Linked DNA regions of Macaca mulatta: region 1 is linked to region 2. The links are chromatin contacts, called in public Hi-C maps. All regions are on one chromosome and are shown on one strand. Each heading gives the region's core, a stretch centred on a gene start, on an enhancer-like site or on the middle of the called end of the contact. The rest is flanking DNA. Distances are from core to core; before and after follow the strand shown. Region 1 holds the start of LRRC42 (leucine rich repeat containing 42). Region 2 holds the start of TMEM59 (transmembrane protein 59).

What was found. Hi-C and Micro-C count contacts between places; a contact is called where the count stands out from the background.
Region 1: a Hi-C map of fetal cortical plate shows a contact between it and region 2, with 1.7 times the contacts expected there. The contact joins the promoter of LRRC42 here to the promoter of TMEM59 in region 2. A contact is called at or near these places in 2 of 14 Hi-C or Micro-C datasets (cortical neurons and fetal cortical plate).

The regions. Positions count from the first base shown.
Region 1 is chr1:186,665,636-186,668,335 of T2T-MMU8v2.0, reverse strand. LRRC42 (leucine rich repeat containing 42) reads left to right here and starts at 1,426. Exons shown (of 8, transcript XM_001113152.5): 1 at 1,426-1,913. It also overlaps a transcript of IFT25 not described here.
Region 2 is chr1:186,557,691-186,560,390 of T2T-MMU8v2.0, reverse strand. It overlaps TMEM59 (transmembrane protein 59), which reads right to left and starts at 1,393. Exons shown (of 8, transcript NM_001266204.1): 1 at 1,038-1,393. The coding sequence starts at 1,226. It overlaps TCEANC2 (transcription elongation factor A N-terminal and central domain containing 2), which reads left to right and starts at 1,651. Exons shown (of 5, transcript NM_001266853.1): 1 at 1,651-1,790; 2 at 2,401-2,544. The coding sequence starts at 2,443. It overlaps LOC144333255 (a long non-coding RNA gene), which reads left to right. Exons shown (of 2, transcript XR_013401813.1): 2 at 1-1,242.

The DNA of each region.
Region 1 (2,700 bases), core at 177-2,676, 110 kb before region 2:
CAGAGCGATGATGTCTCCAAAAAACAAAACAAAAGTGCAGGTTTGGGAGGTAGTCTAATCCCCCACCCCTTCAGAACAAGGTAATTTCCTCAGGGCCGCAGTTTACCAAAGGTGGTACACTCTGGGGTGCTATCCTTTCCATTTTTTACAATCCCTGACCCTGGAATTCCCTGATGCTTTATCCTGTCTTTCAAATTAGGGCCACTGGTTTCGTCCCCAGTTCACCCCTTCATCGCTAGCTCACATGCCCTTTGTGGTCCTTCTTTCTCCAAACCTCTTCAGGTCAAGTCCTTAGAGGACCTTCAACCTGACCAGCCCCCTTGGTTCTGGTGCTACAGCTGGACTCCTCATGCTCTTTCAAGTACCATCCATTGGGAACGTGGTGTACTTTAGAAAACGCGGACCTGGCCTACGGCTTGTCTCCGCGGGGACAAGGCCACCGCTTCCAAGACAAACCAGCCCTGGCACCACCTTCTCACCTCCATCCCAAACCCTCCTCCTCAGTCCCAGGCCCTGTGGAGACAGACTTCCGAGGGCCCTAGAGCCTCAGACTTGTGGAGGCCTCGCCCCAAAGTATGTAAAGAATATAATAAATGCCCCCGACCTTAAGTACAATTCATAGCTAGATGGCTTACGTTGCGGCTGACAGCTTACATTTTGGTAGGCTAATTAATTTCGATTTACAATTGGTTTTCCCTTTTGGTGGTCAAGACGCTATTTCTGGCCTCAAAGAGCTTCGAGGCCTGGCACTGGCGCCTCCAGGGTCTAGAGGAGAAGGCGGGTCCGCGTCAGACCTCCCGCGACGGCCCTTCCACGCCTCCCGTTGCTCGTCTTTTCACCACCCTCCACTGTTGCTCCCTTCCCACCAGCATCCCCTTCCTTCTGCCTTGCCCGGCCAGGCCCCCACACCCCCTGGTACCAGCCTGCCCACCCCGCGGCCCGCTCGCCTGGGACTCCCCTTAGTTCTGGGCGCCGTACCTTCCTGGCTCGAAACCTCCCTTTCGCCCCGCCCCACGCAGAGCGCCCCAACCCACAGCCCCGCCTCCTCGCCGCAGCCTCAGCGGAGTTCGGGACTGCGCGCGCTCCAACTCCGAAATCTTCGCGCCACGCCTCCCACAAGCCCCGTCTCACCCTCAGCCCCGCCCCCTCGCCGCGACCACAGCGGAGTTCCCGGGCGCGCGCTCCTACCCCGAGCTCTTCGCGCCACGACTCCGACAGGCCCGCCCTGCCCTCAGCCGCGCCCCCCGCGCCGCCGCGGCCTCCGCAGAGTTCCCGGGCGCGCTCGCTCCTACCCCGAGCTCTTCGCGCCACGCCTCCCACAGGCCCCACCCCGCCTCAGCCCCGCCCCCTCGCCGCGGCCTCGGCCCCTCCTACCCCTAGCTCTTCGCGCCACGCCTCCCACAGGCCCCGCCCGCCCTTGACCCCGCCTTCTCCAGCTCCCATTACTTCGCGGGCCAAGATGCGCAACCACTCCCGAGCGCCTTTCCCAGGGCAGTCCCAGGACTTGCGCTGCCTACCCTCCCCCAGCTCAGCTGTATCCCTGGGGCCCGCAGGACCCAGGGGATCCGCCCTCCCGCGAGCACGCACGCGCAGGGCCCACCTCTGCTAGTTCCAAACCCTCGGCCCTCGGGTCGCCTGCCTGGGGCCCGGCCCCGCCTCTAGACCCGGCCCCGCCTTCGTGCCGGGGCCCGCGCACGCGCGCCTCCCCGGCCCAGCCTTTCCCCCGTCCCCGCCGGTCCCGCGGTCCCACAGCGCCTGGTTGCCCCCAGCCCTCTCCCTCCTCCCACCCTCGCTGTGTCCCACCCTCCCTAGCTTTGTGCCCGGGGTGCTGAGCCGTTCCCCGTCAGCCGCGCCGCGGGAGGAGGGAGCCGCCACAGAGGAGCTGCCGCTCGCTGCCCCGGGCAGGGGCACAGGTAGGTGGCGGCCGCGGGCCGGGCCGCTCGCGGGGCCCCGGGTTGCGTGTGGGAGCGGGGGCGGGGTGTTAGGGAGCGGCGGGGTGGGGGAGGGGAAGCCCGAGAGGGACGGCGGGGCGCGGGTTGAGGGGAGGATGAGGTATATGGGTGTGGACGATGGATTTAAGGGTGGCGTAGGGGTGCGGGGGCAGGCTATGGGGACGTGTGAGAATTGGGGTTCGGGGCCGGGGTGGGATAGGGAGCAGGATTAGCCTGGGTGGACTCGGGGAGAGGCACGCGTGGGGAGAGAGCGGGAAGAAGGAATGGGGAAAGGAAATGGGATTTTAGGGGTTCAAGGAGGAAAAGAGCTAGGATAGGAATAGAGAGGGTGGGGTCTTGGGGACAGGGAAGAAAAGTTGGGGGTGTGGAATGCCAAGTTAGGGATAGGCGTGAAGGAAGAAGGTCTTGAAGATTGAGAACAGAAGGCAAGGAAAGGGTTGGAGAGATTGGGGGCCTAGGAGAGGGAAGCCCCTAGAGTGGGAAGACGGGAAGAATAGATGGTGGAGGGAAGGAGTGGGGGTGGAGGAGTTGGGGAAAGAAAGGGAGGCAGGTGGAGGTTGGGAGATTGGAGGTTGGAAGGGTTGGGTCTGTGGAACAAGCAAGCCACCTTTCAGCAGGAGCACGGAAGGGCTGGAAGGGTCTGAGGCTTGAGGCGGGCAGGGGAGCTGAGGTGAGCGAAGGGAGTGGGGTTAGGATTTTTGGTGTGAGAAGCGCTAGAGTTGTTAAGAGTCACATTGTGGGAGAGATT
Region 2 (2,700 bases), core at 144-2,643:
CATCCTAAGCTTCACTGGAACTGTCTCCGTAGCCACTCCAGTTTTAGAGAGCAAGGAGGTCTAGCCACAATGGTTAAGCAAATAGCATACAGGAGATGAAGGAAAAACGAAGAGGAAACCACCAGTAACATCAACAAAAGCTCTCATAAAACAACGTGGGGGAAGGCATACACTCAAATCATACATGGGAAACGTGTGGTGGGAATCATCAAACAATTTAGAATGTTGAGTAAACAGAGATCTTACGCTGAAAAACCAACGTGAAGAGGGTTAGGTATGTACTTAAAAAGGGGGGAAGCATAGAGAGGAGGCCATTACCTCTCCGTAAGCTGCGAACCCTCTCCTGTCTACAGTCTCGTTTCTTTACCCACTCCACGAATCCCCCGTTTCCTGCACTGAGTGGTCAGTTTCTGGTAGGCAGACACCTAACTGCCTCTTCTCTAACCCAGTCCCTCTTGGCAGCGTCTTGGACACAGTAACTCAACATAGGCAGACAGCATTCCTGGGCGTCTCGCTACTCCTTGAGCCGCCTTCGTGACGCTTTTTATACTTCAGTGGAATTGTCTACTTGTCTGACTCCCTGAAGACTACGCTCCCGATCCCGAGAGGCGCTTAGTAAACAAAGGTTATGAATCAATCATTTGTGGACTCGCTTATCTGCGCCTCCCTTTCTACAAACCCCCCTTAGGCTCCTTAAGGCGAGGACCCTGCATTAACCATCCATATCCTCCTCTATCCTCCTCCCTCTGAGTGCTCGACTCCCCTGCTGCCCGGCTAGCTCCCAGAGGAAAGGGATCGCGTCTTTCTCATCTTTGTGTCCCTCAGCCTATCACAGGGTAGTGCAGGACAAACTTCCGGTAATGACAGCAGGAACTGGGGTGCAGGCAGGATTAGGGAGGAAAACAGGAGCTACACAGATGGGAGACAGCGGTTGAAAGGCGGATTGAACAGCCAGGTTGCCAGAGCCGACATAAGTGTGGGGAGCCGAGAGATGGGCGGCCAGGGAAGGGTCGCAGCCCGCTCCGGACGGGCCCTACCTTAGGGTAGGTGTGCAAGGGGTAGGTCAACTGACAGGCCCGGTGGCAAGACGCTGTATCACCCAAGACCGAGTCAAATGCTTCAGCCGAAGCGGTCCCCGAACCTCCGGCCAAGGCCATGGTCAGCAGCAGCAGCGGCGGCAGCCCCAGTTGGGTCCTGACCCAGAGGCTCGCCTTCGGCGCCGCCATCTTGTTCCCCTCTGTCACAGCAGCTCAGCTTGTTGCTGTTTTCTTTGAAGGGTTTCCTCCTCCTCCTGGGGCCAGCCCCCTTCTCCGCCCCGCCGACCGTTGCTTCCGCCTCCGCCGTCGCTTCAGCTCCGCCCTGACCCGCCTGAAACTGCCGCCTCCTGCCCCACCTCTGGGACTACTAACTTCTCCTAGGCGGGCGTGAGGCGGGGAATTCAACCATCGCGAGCATTAGCGCGAAGCGGGTCCGCCTGTCTTCCCTTCGCGGGGCAGGCTGGGGCATGTAGTTCTCCGTAGGCGGGAGGCGCACGGTGCTGTCGGGAAAGTTGGTCTCGGAAAACTACAGCCGCCCTCGGCGCGCCTTCTGCCCGCATTTCTTCGTAGTGCATTCTGGGGAATGTGGTTCGCTGTGGGCCAGAGGCGCGAGGGCCGGCGGAGTTTCTTCAGAGGAACTACAGCCCTGGGAGGAAGCGTCTATTTAGTTTCAACACAGACGACTGGGCTTGGGAGCCTACGGGGTTGCAGTCTGGAGGGCGCCAACAGCAGCTGCCAGGGCTGCTTTTCCTGGTGGGTCTCACGCCAGGCCGTTGTTAGGTGCCCCTACCCGGGATCCTGAGTGCTGAGAACGAGGAGGATGGGGTTTCTCCTTGTTCGGGGATCCAGAGATTACAGCCGTGGGTAGGGTCCTCTGACCACCAAGCAGTTTGTTCCAGGGGATGGCTGCGTATTGTGAGACTCCCTGCTGTGTTCTGGAGGTAGTTGTCAGTTGCTGATTACCAGGGCAACCCTTGGGATTGTGGCTGTGGTGAGGTGATTGTTAAGAGGGCGGCATTGAGCCTAGTGTAATCCTAACCCTTCCACAGCCCAATCTTAATTGGAAGAGGGCTTAGGTGCACGCTCTAGGTGGGATTCCAATATTGGGCCAATCCCCGCAATATTGGAATCCCCCCTAGAGCGTGCACTTCTGGAATCTAGGAACCTCCTAACCCAGGACGTAGGCTGATGATTGTTTACAGTTTCAATTCTTAGGAAGTTCCTCAGGAGGAAATCTTGTCAATTCCACTCGAGTCCCCATAATTCATGAATTCTTCCAGAGAACTCAATTGTGTTACTTTGGGGAGCAAATATCACGGCAGTCTTTAGTGAGGTTTTAGAATCTACCGTCTTTCTTGACCAGAACACGCTGCAAGCACGTCAAGGTAGTCGGAGGCCCCTAACAATGGATAAATTCGTCGTTCGAACGCCTAGAATCCAGAATAGCCCTCAGAAGAAAGATTCTGGAGGAAAGGTTTACAAGCAGGCCACGATTGAATCTCTGAAGGTGAGAGGGGATCTGGGGCTAGAGGAAATGTGCAAAGGACTGATAGCAAGGTGGTACCAGAGGTTCTGTTGTGAAAAGACCTATGAATTATTTCTTGTTATGCCTCCTCCCGCAAAGTGTACCTGACCACTCCTCCTTTGTTTCCCCCATAGCTGT